4 separate regions of the Mus musculus genome follow, and regions 2, 3 and 4 are each linked to region 1. The links are chromatin contacts, called in public Hi-C maps. All regions are on one chromosome and are shown on one strand. The core of a region is the stretch at or near the end of the contact, and the rest is flanking DNA. Distances in the headings are between cores, read along the strand shown. Region 1 holds the start of Adam12 (a disintegrin and metallopeptidase domain 12 (meltrin alpha)). Region 2 overlaps Adam12 (a disintegrin and metallopeptidase domain 12 (meltrin alpha)). Region 3 overlaps Adam12 (a disintegrin and metallopeptidase domain 12 (meltrin alpha)). Region 4 overlaps Adam12 (a disintegrin and metallopeptidase domain 12 (meltrin alpha)).

Region 1 (2,782 bases), core at 92-2,591:
ATTTATGGGAGCTAGAATTTGGTTACATTATGGTAGACAGGCTGGGGGTCGAGGATAACAGTGACAGTTGAGAAATGAAATGTTTCGTGTTGGAAACAGTTGATGATGGGGGGCTAGCTAAATGCCTGATACCTAGAATCACAGAAATAAGAGTTGGAGGCCAAGGTGAATCATTCATTGGTGAACAGCGCCCCTAGCGGCAAAAGGGGCCGGCAGCAAGGGTGACTAGGGAAGCTCCCGAATTTTAAAAAGGCACCTGCTGTGAGTTCTCATTATACAAACAGGATCCACAGGTGCCCGGGCTTTAAGAAGATTCAACTCAGGAAAATACAAGTCTATAAAAACTCCTTTAATGTATGCACTTTTGTTTAACTCTGGAGTGGGTACTCGCGCTACACGAGGTCTTGGTGTAAGCCCTTACTTACCAAGGATGAGCAAGAAAGGGGAATGAGTTCTGTTAAAGTTTGATCCTTACTGACAATTAGCGAGTGAAGCCAGAAATCGCTAAGGGCCACGAAGTCAATTGAAACAAAAAAAAGTAAAGAGCGCTGCAGGTACACCTGTGATGGGAGGCCGCGGGGGGCGTCCTCTGCATCCCCCAGCTGTGTCAGAGCGGGGGTGGAAAGGAAACCTCGTGGGGAGTTGACTCCGAAGCTGGGTGAAGGAACTCACTACCCCACTGGATCAGGAAAACGACCCCACGCACACCCTCCCAGGAGACACGTGTAACTGTCAAGACACTGTGAGCCTTAGGAGCAAATGTCACTCCAAGACATTTCATTCAGACATTAGCTGCCTCAAGGCCCCCAAGCAAAGCGTCTTCTTCTCCCGTGCCACCCCAACCCAACCCCCGGAGTGAGCACCTGGCGGGGGACCAGTGTCAAGGCTCTGGGAGCGCGAGCCAGGGGGGTCCTCAGATGCGCCCTGGGTGCGTTTGCTCTCCCTGTGGCTGTGGCACTCGCGGAGACCCTGACTTGTAGCGAGGTGGCGGGGAGAGGACGCGCAGGCAGCCGCCTGTGCGGGTGACTTACCTCGGGCTGCACGGGGCGCCAGCAGGGCCCCAGCCAGGGCCAGCAGGAGGGCGCGGGCGGGGGGCGCGCGCCGCGCCGGGCGCTCTGCCATTGTCGCCGGCCTGGCGTGCAGCTGCTTCGGGGGCCCCGCGGCCAGCGCTGCAGCATCCCACGCGGGCGCCGAGCTGGGGGAAGTCCTACTGCCCTGAGTCTGCCGCGACCCCCTCGCGCAGCGCCCGGGTCGCTGAGCAGCGAGTCTAGCCTTTCATTTTTTCAAAAAAAAACTTTCTCCCCTCCCCGTGTGTGTGCGTGCGCGCGCGCGCTACTCTGGCACGAGCCGCCCTTGACCGTTGCAATAAATGAGCAGCCTGTCCGAGTTGGCGCCGGGGACCAGCGATCTGAGGGCGGGCCTGTGCAATGGATCCGCGGCCAGCAGTCGCCGTTCTCATTACCACGGAACAAATTAGCGTCTCCCCCGCACCCCGCCTTCCTGCGGCGTCCCGCGGGTCCTAGAGACCGCTCCGGGGTCCCCGACAGCCTGGGTCCTATCCACTCCCGGGGGTGGCTGGATGCAGGATACCCTCAGACCCCTTGTGCGAGCCGCCGCGTAGACCAGCTGTGTGGCGCAAAGGCGCGAGAACGCACACTTCCCAGCCTCAGGATGATGTGGCCGCGGGGCCCGGGGCGCCGGCAGCCAAGAGCACACGCGGCGCCGGGGTCCAGCTTTCCAGACTGAGGCTGGAAAGGATGACTGGGCTGCTAGCTGCTGGCTAGCTGGGAACCGGCGGGACGCGAGGAACAGGTCTGGTATATGGTGCACAGCCAGGCAGCCTGTGGCTGGACGTTCCAAACCGCCAAACCAGTACCTCACACCTCAGAAATAAGATTGAATTTACAGTAGCAGGCACTCGGGCACAGCGTTTTCGCTGTGGTGCTCTGGTTTTGATGCTGATAGATTGGCCAAAGTTTCCTTTCAGTTATCTAGACCCAGGAAAAGGTCCAGATACGTTCCAAACTTCACTGATCTTAAGGGGCACCTGGCTTGGCTGGTTAGAGATGCAAATTGCAGCCGGACTTGGTGATGCATGCCCTTCATCCTAACATTTGGTGGGCTGAGACAAGAGGGTTACTGCAAGTTTGAGGCCAACAAGGGGCTACACCCTGTCTGGTTCAACCTGAGCTACCAAGTGAGATTCTGCCTCAACAAAAAACCAAGATAGTGGGCAAAGCCTGACGGGGAGAGAAAATGCCAATTGCCAGGCAGCCTCCTACATCTTCAGAGTGAGCTGTTCTTCGGGAACACAGCTAGGCTAGCCCCAGTAAAGGGATGGAAGGCCTCACCTCAGGGTTATAGTTGTACCCTTCCCCGCCTTCTCATTGGCCTGACATATTCCTAATCGGACTCTTTGTGTTCCTGAGAACCAAGTGAGAAGCAGCAGGCGACAGACAGACAGACAGACAGACAGACAGACAGACAGACATCTGGAGAATAATGGCCACTGTGGTCCCTAACATGGGAACTTCTTAGAACTTGTAAGGGCTCAAGGGGATGCCACACCCATCCTGGCCAGTGAACCAGAACCCATCTTGGGCCTGGCAGTTTTCAAAGCCTTAGTTGATTACACTGCAGCTGGGGGTCGGGCCAACCACAGAGATTCTGTTCTGGTCCTACAGCTTCCCCTGTTCTGGGTCAGATCTACAGTATGAGGAGAGTCGGGTTGGGGAAGGCTGTGTTCCTGACCACCTCGCTGGAAAGTAGCCTTACTCTCCAG
Region 2 (2,782 bases), core at 211-2,710, 250 kb before region 1:
CATTCAGATTAAGACATGTCCAACTTTTCCCAAAATGTCAAAATGTAATTTAAAGCCATCTCTCACTCTCCTTAAATAATCCTCCTTACTTAGAGAGTTTAACTACAAAGAAACCCTGTGTTATTGGTAGGTTCACTTGCGATTATATTGCACTAGATGCATCTTAAATGCTTCCTCAGATAGAAAAGCCCACTTTTAAATTCTCATCTCCAATGTTTGTGAGAAGGCATGGAGGTAAAGCAAGTCCTAACTGGCTAAGTACTTTCTCTCATTTCTTTTTGAGACCAATTGTACAGAGGAGTTTCACAGGTCCTTACCTCTCTGTTGTCTGCCACAATAACCAGCTCTACGTACTTGGTCATCTTAAGGGTCTCTCTCTTATGCTGTCAAAAGAAAGTGAGAGCTTAGTTTCCCTTAGTACTTCCCAGAGGCAACTAGAGCACTGTTGCATGTCTTTTGAAAACAGAAACAAATAACACAATAACGATATTTGGAGGGGAGACTCTTCCTCTCCTGGGCTTTGTGGCTGTGTGCCCTCTAGAAGCTGACTTCCAGCTCCAGTGATCTTCTTACAAAGCCTCAGGGGGTGATCTGGTTCCCACTTTCACACGGGAAACCCTAAAAAGGAGTTTAACATTCTGGCTGTCTCATTGATTATGAATTTAAAAGAAACCATGGTCATTTTTAAACAAAATGAACATATAAACATCTCCAAAGAACATTCTAGAACCAGGGCCAGCAAAGGCTTGCTGTTATAGATTACACATGGGTGTGAAGCCCTCTGAAGGCTACACTGGAGCCCAGCCTGTCACTGGTGTTTCTTGAACTTTTATGGCCCATTTTCATCTGCTCCATGCTGAGAGTAGAGGAGAACACACTTTGTAGAGAAACTGTGGTCCCTCTGGGAAATGTGTTTTTTTTTTTTCTTTTTTCTTTTTCTGGGGAAGGGATGCTATTAGCCAGTCATTTAAGAACATAGTTTGCAGCAGTAGAAGATGCTGATGAACAGAGAGGCAAAGGGAGGTGCAGAGAGACAAGATACAAAGGAGCAGGCAGAGACCAGGAAGAAACAGTATCTTTTAAAAGGCCTGGGAGATGATCTGGGAGGGTTAACATTGGCAAGAGTGGGGCAGCTAGCTGAATACGGAAACTGTGTATCAAGGTGCAGAACCCGGAGCTCAGCAGAAGAGATATAGATCCAAACAAGATGGCCTCTGAGGCAGGTTATAACATTTTAATCAAGCTTCCTCAGCAAGCGTTTGCACTCTTCTGTAAATTACTGGGAGGATCCCAAAGGCAGTTTTAGGGGAAATAAAACAATTCGTGGAGGGTGGTCTCAAAACACTCAAACATCGAAAACAAAAGAGCAAAGCTTTCTGTTTCTGCAATAACGCAGTTAAAGGAAGTGGGGGTTGCAGCTTGTCTCTGGTCCTTCCCAACCGAAATTGCTGGTTTATGACTTAAGTCTCATACAGGGCTTAAGCTGAAAACTCAGTGTTACAACCACTTGTCCAGACAAAAGCAAAAGGGATGAAGGCATGCTTTGAATCAGGTTTCCAGTCACATAATCCGGAGGGAAACATCTTTCATAAAACAAATCTCCAGCAGTCCAGAATCTTCCAAACAGATTTTTACAAGAAAAATGTTTGTATTATAGTGGTGTTCCTGCTTGCTGCCCAGCTGTGCTGATTCATGAATTTAGGTGTCCCTGAAGAAATCTGGAAACCTCATGGAGGAAGGAAAAGAAAGTACCATGAAAGGGATAATTTCTCACGCTTTTACGGTGCTGCAAGGAGAAACTGTCAGGCTAGGTAACTGTATGCACAGGCAGGCTCCACTGTGCTAGCTACAAACTCAGAAAGGCAAAAGTTAGCCCCCCTGTGTGTTCAAAATGAGACACTTCTGGAAATAAAGAGTCTTGTGCTTTTTCTCTTTCACTAAGAAGTGGCCAAAGGAATAGGACTTTCCCCAACCTTTTTCTCCTCACCTCTGTGGTGTATGCTTGTATATGTGTTTGTATCATGCTCCTGTAGGTGTGTGTTTCTCTCTCTCTGTGTGTGTGTGTGTGAGTGAGAGAGAGAGAGAGAGAGAGAGAGAGAGAGAGAGAAAATGAGCGACTGTATGTACGTACTCATGGAGACCAGAGGTTGATGGCATGTGTCTTCCTCTAACCTGTTCCACCTTGATTTTTTTTTTTTTTTTTGAGACTTGGTCTCTCAGTGAACTGGGAGTTTATCATTTTAGTTAGGTTGGCTCGCTAGCGAGTCCCTGGGATCCGGCTGCCTCTCGCTCCTCTGCGGGTGCTGGGGTGACAGGTGCATTCTACTGCACCTAGCTCTGTACCCGGGTGCTGGGATCTGACCCCAGAGTAGAGTGCAGCTTACTGCCTGTGCCATCTTTCCAGCTCCCAGGAGTCAATTTCTTCCTCTCCTGCCTCTCCCTCTCTGCTAATATACCCTGTTCCACCATAAACAAATTCAGTCAATCATGCAGACAAAAACACGGCTGTGGACATGGAGAAATAAATTAATCTCTCGTGACAAAATCTTCAAGAGAGCTCTGCTTGCTTAGGCGTTTACGCTTCTCAGACTGCAGAGGGGGGGGGGAATCTCTGGGCAGAGGACATTTCCAACTGGCCTTGGATCATCCTTTAGAAAACATACAATCCCAGATAATGAAAACAAACACGTGAACACAATTTTCCTGTCTCTGCAGTTTTCAGAGAAATCCACATTTTCTCATGAATTTAGAGAATTGCAAGCTCAGAGAGAAGTTTAACCAC
Region 3 (2,782 bases), core at 112-2,611, 220 kb before region 1:
GGTGTGGAGAAGTAAGCTGTAAGATGTAAGCCATTTTCGCAAATACTAAAACAAGTGTATGCCTAAGTCAGCTACTGTGCACTCTTTCTGCTAACTGCTCTCCCATGCTGGCCTCTTGCACCGCATATTTTTATGGCATAAAGGAATAGAGGAGGGCAAGAGAAGCTGACTTGCCAGAGAGAAAGGTGCACCCCTGACTTGCATACCCGCATTCATTTCTACAGTGCTGTTCCAGATCCAGGTGTTTCATGTAATTACCAGGAGGGAGACCTTCAGGCCCAGCTGCTTTTGATGGACATTCCTGAGCCTCGAGAGTCCAGTGGCTGAAGCATTCACTCATGTACCCACTCCAGAGGCAGCCCAGTCTCTTGCAAGAGATTCAGAGGATCTCAGGGTGCAACAAAGTAATGGACTGTTGTAAGCTGCTGTCACCATGGTGGTGTGCTAATCTTCCCAAAGGTCTGGCTGTGTGCGGTCCTTGTGTCTGCTGCTTTGCCTCTGTGTTACATGTCTGGTGAAGCACTCCAGCCAAGCTGGGATTTATACCCAGTTAGAGTGGAACCATGGCTGCTGTCCTAAGGCCTACAGCTACTGAACCCAAACTGAAGACCCATCTCTAAGAGGTCCTACAAATGTTGATACCTTTAGAGTAAGACAGACACCACAGCCTATAAATGGCCTTGGAAACTCCCTTGGTTTTTCACGAGTGGTCCTTCTAGGTATGTTTAGACTTCTTGCCTTCTCTCCATCTCTATACACCTGGTCTTTATAGTAGAAACTGTCTATTCAACCTCTAGCTCATCTAGGCAAGCCACTTGCCTGGCCCTATCATAGCCTCTCCCAAGCCCCCAGAGCATGACACACCTTAAAGGGACATTTCAATGGCTTCCAAACATCCTTCTATCATGACTTTGTTCCAAGTCACTCTGAGCTTGGTCACCTTTGCATAACGCTGCCGCTTCCCTCTTTCCCCTCCTCCCCCACCCTCCCTGCACTGGAAAAACTGTAGCAGTGTCCTGGAATGCTCTCCTTCTCCTGACGCTGGGTGAATGCCTCCTCCAGCTTTAAATTTTGGTCCACAAGTTCTTTCCTCCATGCAGCCTTCTCTGACACCTCAGACAAGATCAGGCCCTTGTAGCCTTTCCATCAGGACACTTAGTACAGACAGCTGTGCGCGCTGGAACCACACCAGTCCCCTCCTTTCTCTCCATGAGTCTCCTCACCTATATTTAACCCTGCTGTATTCTCAGTGGTGGGTACAGTGCATGGCCCAAGCAGTTGTCCAGTCAACATGTGGGCAACAGACAGATATGTTATTACCAAACACTGTAGGCACTGAGAGAGCTGGCCGGCTACTCCAGTCTCCCCAGGGCTTCTGTGGGAATGTGAATAGCCCACATGGCATGCCTATGGTCACCCGCAGGCCATATTAGGAGTGACAGCACAAAAGATAATTCTTCCTTAGATGTAACCAGCAAAGGACAAACTCAAACATTTCATCTTGGGGAGGAGTCACAGGAGATTGATTCCAGAGTTAATGTCAGCCACTTCTCTGAGTCAGGCGGCTGGCCCTAATTGTTGTTATATTAAAAACAACCAAAGCACTCCGGCCAAGTGGTTCTCACTCCACATGTAACTTTAAATTCAGGCTGACCCATTGAGGGATGATTAGAAGGGGCAAGGAGACGAGTCAGCGAATTCCCTTTGTTTTCCAGTCTGAGTCAACAAGAATCAAACTCCCAAGGCTGCATCTGACTCCTCACCAGCAACAAGGCCTAGCTGCTGCACCCGGACCCTATTCAGGGAGCCAGCTCTTTGGCTCCGTATCTTTGCCATAGCTTGGCTGATGCTTTAGCTGGCATGACCAGAATGTCAGTATTTGAGGAGACCCCTCTCCCATGGGTTAGAACGTTTGTTTGACTTGTTTCTTTCTCATTACATAACGACCTCTTGGTCACTAATATGTCCCTCTCTCCCTTTTTCCCTGCCCCTCTTGCTACTTCACTAGCTTGTCTGATGTCAGTACAATTACAACTGCTTTATTTTTATTTTAAATTCAGATCTATCTACCCAGTCTTTGATTTCTTTCCATTTTATACATGGGGCTATGGGTCTTAACAAGTCTATTCAACCTATTTACATACAATGAGATTCATGTGTTATATTATTCTAATCTTTTTCCTTCCTGTTTTTATATTTATCCTCTTTCTTTTCCTGTCTTTTTCTTTTATCCTGCCCTGCACTAGGTTGAAACAAGATTTCCATTGATAGCCTGTTATTTGGAAGAATACACTGTTTTTCTGTTCTTTGGATGTTTATTCTGAAAATGTTCAGGTGCCTCATATTTTACTTATCAAAGCTAATCAGCATGCCTATTATTTTTAGCACAAGGCAAACTCTTAAACTGTTTCAAGTCTACTTCTCCGTCTTGTTTGAGAACGCCTAAACATAGTCCCTCCTAACTGTTATTTTAAATAGATTTATTTGGTGCGATTGTTTTGCTTGCTATTGCCTCCAACCTCCTACCCTGGCATTTAGTTTCCTTCTTGCTGAGCTGTTCTGTGCAGGGCCCTCTTGCCTAGATAGCCTTTGTTAGGCTCTGGGAGTGGTAAGTTCTTGACTTGTCGAATAGGTGTGGCTGTGCACTCTTGGCTTTGGAAAGTCATTTCAACACAGAGTTTAGGGTGCTAGCTACTGTAGCTCTCGCTGTAGTTTTAAAAATTAATTATTCTCCTTATTTACATCCCAATGTTGCCCCCTTCAGTCCTCCCTCCCAGAGTTC
Region 4 (2,782 bases), core at 167-2,666, 140 kb before region 1:
TGTGGAGATGTTTAGATGTTGAGGCTGCCCAAAAGTAAGGGGTTATGGATGGTTTTCACACACACCAGCTACCTACTCGTTTTGTAATGCCTTTACATGTGGACTTGGTTAACATGCTTGTAATCAACTCTCCATGTATTTCCTTCCTCAGTGAAGAAGAGGGAACTTGGCCAGCAGCTTCTATCAACTGTAACCAACACAGAAATGATGGGAGGGAGAGGCAGATCTAAAATTCAAGGGAGCTGGAATTCAGCTTCTCCCTGCAAGTCAGACCATGTTCATTCTTCCCACAGAGCAAGGGAACTTGGCAGGTACTGTGTTAACCTTGTATCTAAAGCTGTCTGGTCAAAAATGGCAGCCTCTTCCAATTTCTTGAAATGACATTCCTGTGTCAAGAACTGTCATAGAATCTTAGAATGAAATATCCCAAGAAACCATCTTGTCCAGGGCAACCCACTGTCCATCAGAAGTCCTTAGCCTAGATGGCTGTCTCCTGAGGTCCTCAGCAGTGCAGCCCCTTTGAGCAGGGTTACTGCTCATGTGCTGCAGGAACAGCGGCCCATGGAACATGAATGCTGGTACTCTCTGGAGGCAGGAAGAGTCCTGAGTCAAAGGGGTTCATGGACACACTTTAGGCTGTTACAGAGAACTTGTATTTAGAAAGAGGTCAGGTCCAAGTGTCCCTGTAGCACAGAACTTGCCCTCATAAGAACATAGTCTGCTTGGGGGCAATCAGCTTTTGGGATCTACACAGAATGAGTTGGCAGGTTTACAGAGCATGCCTCCATTTCTAGATGTTTCTCCCCTCAGGACTTTTAGCTTCTCTGTGAGGGTGCTTTTCACCTGAGTAGTAGTGACAAGGCCAGTGCCCACCCCAGGGACAGTGCTGGAAGAAGACAGAGCAGAGCGCCTGATCCAGATGAGTGGCAACCACAGGACTGTCTCTTCCACTCAGCAGGAACAGCTTGCCTGGCTTTCCAGAAGCCATGCAACCTGACCCACTGAGTAGCAGACAACACGCACCAAGTATTCTTTAGTGGGTCTAATAGTCACACCAACCCATAGAGTCCCCCAAAAATTCCCTATGGGGCCCTTATCCTCATTTCTGGCTTGTTTTCTAAGTGTAAGGAAGATGGAGACATTGGTATTCAAGAGACTTTGGTGATGGTGGAGAGGGTGATGCGCCTACAACTTCACACTCTCCTCACACCAGGTGATGTCAGGTCTGTATGCACCCCCACCACCCATTCCTTTCTTTATCCCTGTAGAGACCTCAGACGCCATTCGATACACAGCCCAACCCTTTAGAAATGAGATTTACTGGATGGAGATTCCCCTTCCCTTCACGTGGGCTGAGGGAAAGTGCCTTTGTCAGCTGGTTTGTCATCCTGACTAATTGTCCCTGGGTTCCTCGGAGCTTTAGAAAGCCCAGCTTTCTGCCAACTCCTCGGCCACAAACATTTTTGCTTTATTCAAACAGAAAATACTCCGCATTGGCTCCCATTATTCCCCTATCCATTTACGGTTTGTGAGTTTTCACGAAAGCCCAGATAGGATGCAGTGCGGGGTGGGGAGTGGTGCTTATAATAAGCAGAGCTCTAAGTAACTGGATGTGGCATAATCTCAATTCTTGCTCTCTTAGTAAGTCTAAAGAACAGAGCACTGACAAAGGCTCAAATCTGATCCCAAAGAGGCGTGCTATTTCTCCCCCCTCCCCCTTCAACTTCCACCTGTCACATTTAGTCTCCTGCTCACTCACATCAGCTGAGAGAAAGGCTGAGAACAAGAACTAATTGGGGCTGGTACTGCTTCTCCACAAAGCTTGTCTTGGTGTCAGCCTCTGCTGTACACATCACAGGTATCAGAAGTGATGAATGGCCTTCTACGCGGAGTGACCTTGGTTGGACGAGCTGAGAACCTGTGAGGTAGCTATATATAATTTGGGGGACAAGGGAAATGGCTCTGTCTGTCAAATGCTACATAAGCATGAGGCCAAAGTTGATGTTCCTACCCCTGCATTCCGGCAGCTAGCACCTTTACAGCATTCCTGGGGGATCGGGCTCAAGTTTTTCGATGGGAGTGGCAACTTCAGCAAAGCCAGATGTCAGACAAAGGCCAAACAGATCACAGAGCAGGGCTTGGATTCCAACCTAGCAACATGTCTCACAGTGTCCCATTGACCCATACTCTAAGTAAGGCCACGGGGCTCCAAATACCCAGACCCCTTGGTAATCTGACGAAGGGCAGTATATGGTAAGTCTATAGTGAGATTGCCCAGGGCTCCTATAACACAGAACTCTGATGTGAAAAAGCCTGAGGCCTGCCTGGGGTGGCTGGGGTACCTTCCTCTTCTTCTTTCCAGTGGCCTATAGGGGTCAGGGAAATGCCATGTTTAGCTCTTCCATGGGGCAGACAGCTCTATAGGCTCAGGCTGGATTGTGCCCATGAGTAAAAACTATTAAAAGAGAAAAGCCACAGCTTGGTGTGTCTCCAACATCTGGCCACTTCCTTTCACAGAGACCCTGTCTAGATTTCTAGAGTCAGGGGCAGCTTATGTACTGAACCAAGTGGATCTTTTCTGGAAAAGTAGGTGGCCAGAGGGGAGAAGGAGAAGAGAGATGTGTGGAAGCAGCTCTCCTCTCCTCTCTCTCAGGAAGGCTAGGGGAACACAGTACCCACCACCACACCCCAAGTTATGAGACTCCTTTGCATCCTCCTACAACACCACAGCCTTTAGTTTTTTGACTTTCCTAGAGGCTAGCATTTAGTCTCCTGAGCTCTT

The links. A called contact is a pair of places that touch in the nucleus more often than the background predicts.
Region 2: a Hi-C map of uterus shows a contact between it and region 1, with 4 times the contacts expected there. The contact joins the enhancer-like site here to the promoter of Adam12 in region 1. A contact is called at or near these places in 18 of 39 promoter capture datasets (3T3-L1-derived adipocytes, the HPC-7 cell line, HPC-7-derived erythroid cells and 11 more), 1 of 15 datasets of contacts at CTCF or cohesin (the NIH/3T3 cell line), 43 of 484 Hi-C or Micro-C datasets (3T3-L1-derived adipocytes, the AML12 cell line, the HPC-7 cell line and 19 more), 9 of 115 datasets of contacts at active chromatin or transcription factors (PVALB interneurons, VIP interneurons, bone marrow-derived dendritic cells and 4 more) and 4 of 9 other capture datasets (adipose tissue, embryonic stem cells, liver and 1 more).
Region 3: a Hi-C map of adipose-derived mesenchymal stem cells shows a contact between it and region 1, with 2.7 times the contacts expected there. The contact joins the enhancer-like site here to the promoter of Adam12 in region 1. A contact is called at or near these places in 7 of 39 promoter capture datasets (the 3T3-L1 cell line, cancer-associated fibroblasts, embryonic stem cells and 4 more), 1 of 15 datasets of contacts at CTCF or cohesin (the NIH/3T3 cell line), 7 of 484 Hi-C or Micro-C datasets (adipose-derived mesenchymal stem cells, cortical neurons, embryonic fibroblasts and 4 more), 6 of 115 datasets of contacts at active chromatin or transcription factors (the NIH/3T3 cell line, embryonic limb bud, embryonic stem cells and 2 more) and 4 of 9 other capture datasets (adipose tissue, embryonic stem cells, liver and 1 more).
Region 4: a contact with region 1 is called in a Hi-C map of muscle stem cells, with 1.7 times the contacts expected there. The contact joins the enhancer-like site here to the promoter of Adam12 in region 1. A contact is called at or near these places in 14 of 39 promoter capture datasets (3T3-L1-derived adipocytes, the HPC-7 cell line, cranial neural crest and 8 more), 17 of 484 Hi-C or Micro-C datasets (brown adipocytes, embryonic fibroblasts, embryonic stem cells and 9 more), 2 of 115 datasets of contacts at active chromatin or transcription factors (the NIH/3T3 cell line and neural progenitor cells) and 4 of 9 other capture datasets (adipose tissue, embryonic stem cells, liver and 1 more).

The regions. Positions count from the first base shown.
Region 1 is chr7:134,223,756-134,226,537 of GRCm38.p6, forward strand. It overlaps Adam12 (a disintegrin and metallopeptidase domain 12 (meltrin alpha)), which reads right to left and starts at 1,342. Exons shown (of 23, transcript NM_007400.2): 1 at 1,032-1,342. The coding sequence starts at 1,122.
Region 2 is chr7:133,975,146-133,977,927 of GRCm38.p6, forward strand. It overlaps Adam12 (a disintegrin and metallopeptidase domain 12 (meltrin alpha)), which reads right to left. Exons shown (of 23, transcript NM_007400.2): 7 at 318-383. Among named protein-coding and RNA genes, the nearest start is that of Gm51500, 43 kb to the left of the region's middle. Within about 2 kb of position 1,461, at least 12 of the 459 cell types and tissues checked have an H3K27ac peak or open chromatin away from gene starts, as enhancers often do. A contact at or near this core is called in PVALB interneurons and uterus, where this site is marked.
Region 3 is chr7:134,006,755-134,009,536 of GRCm38.p6, forward strand. The region is part of intron 4 of Adam12 (a disintegrin and metallopeptidase domain 12 (meltrin alpha)); the gene reads right to left. Among named protein-coding and RNA genes, the nearest start is that of Gm39103, 15 kb to the right of the region's middle. Within about 2 kb of position 1,362, at least 31 of the 459 cell types and tissues checked have an H3K27ac peak or open chromatin away from gene starts, as enhancers often do. A contact at or near this core is called in the NIH/3T3 cell line, adipose tissue, adipose-derived mesenchymal stem cells and 4 more, where this site is marked.
Region 4 is chr7:134,087,400-134,090,181 of GRCm38.p6, forward strand. The region is part of intron 3 of Adam12 (a disintegrin and metallopeptidase domain 12 (meltrin alpha)); the gene reads right to left. Among named protein-coding and RNA genes, the nearest start is that of Gm51501, 36 kb to the left of the region's middle. Within about 2 kb of position 1,417, at least 12 of the 459 cell types and tissues checked have an H3K27ac peak or open chromatin away from gene starts, as enhancers often do. A contact at or near this core is called in embryonic fibroblasts and muscle stem cells, where this site is marked.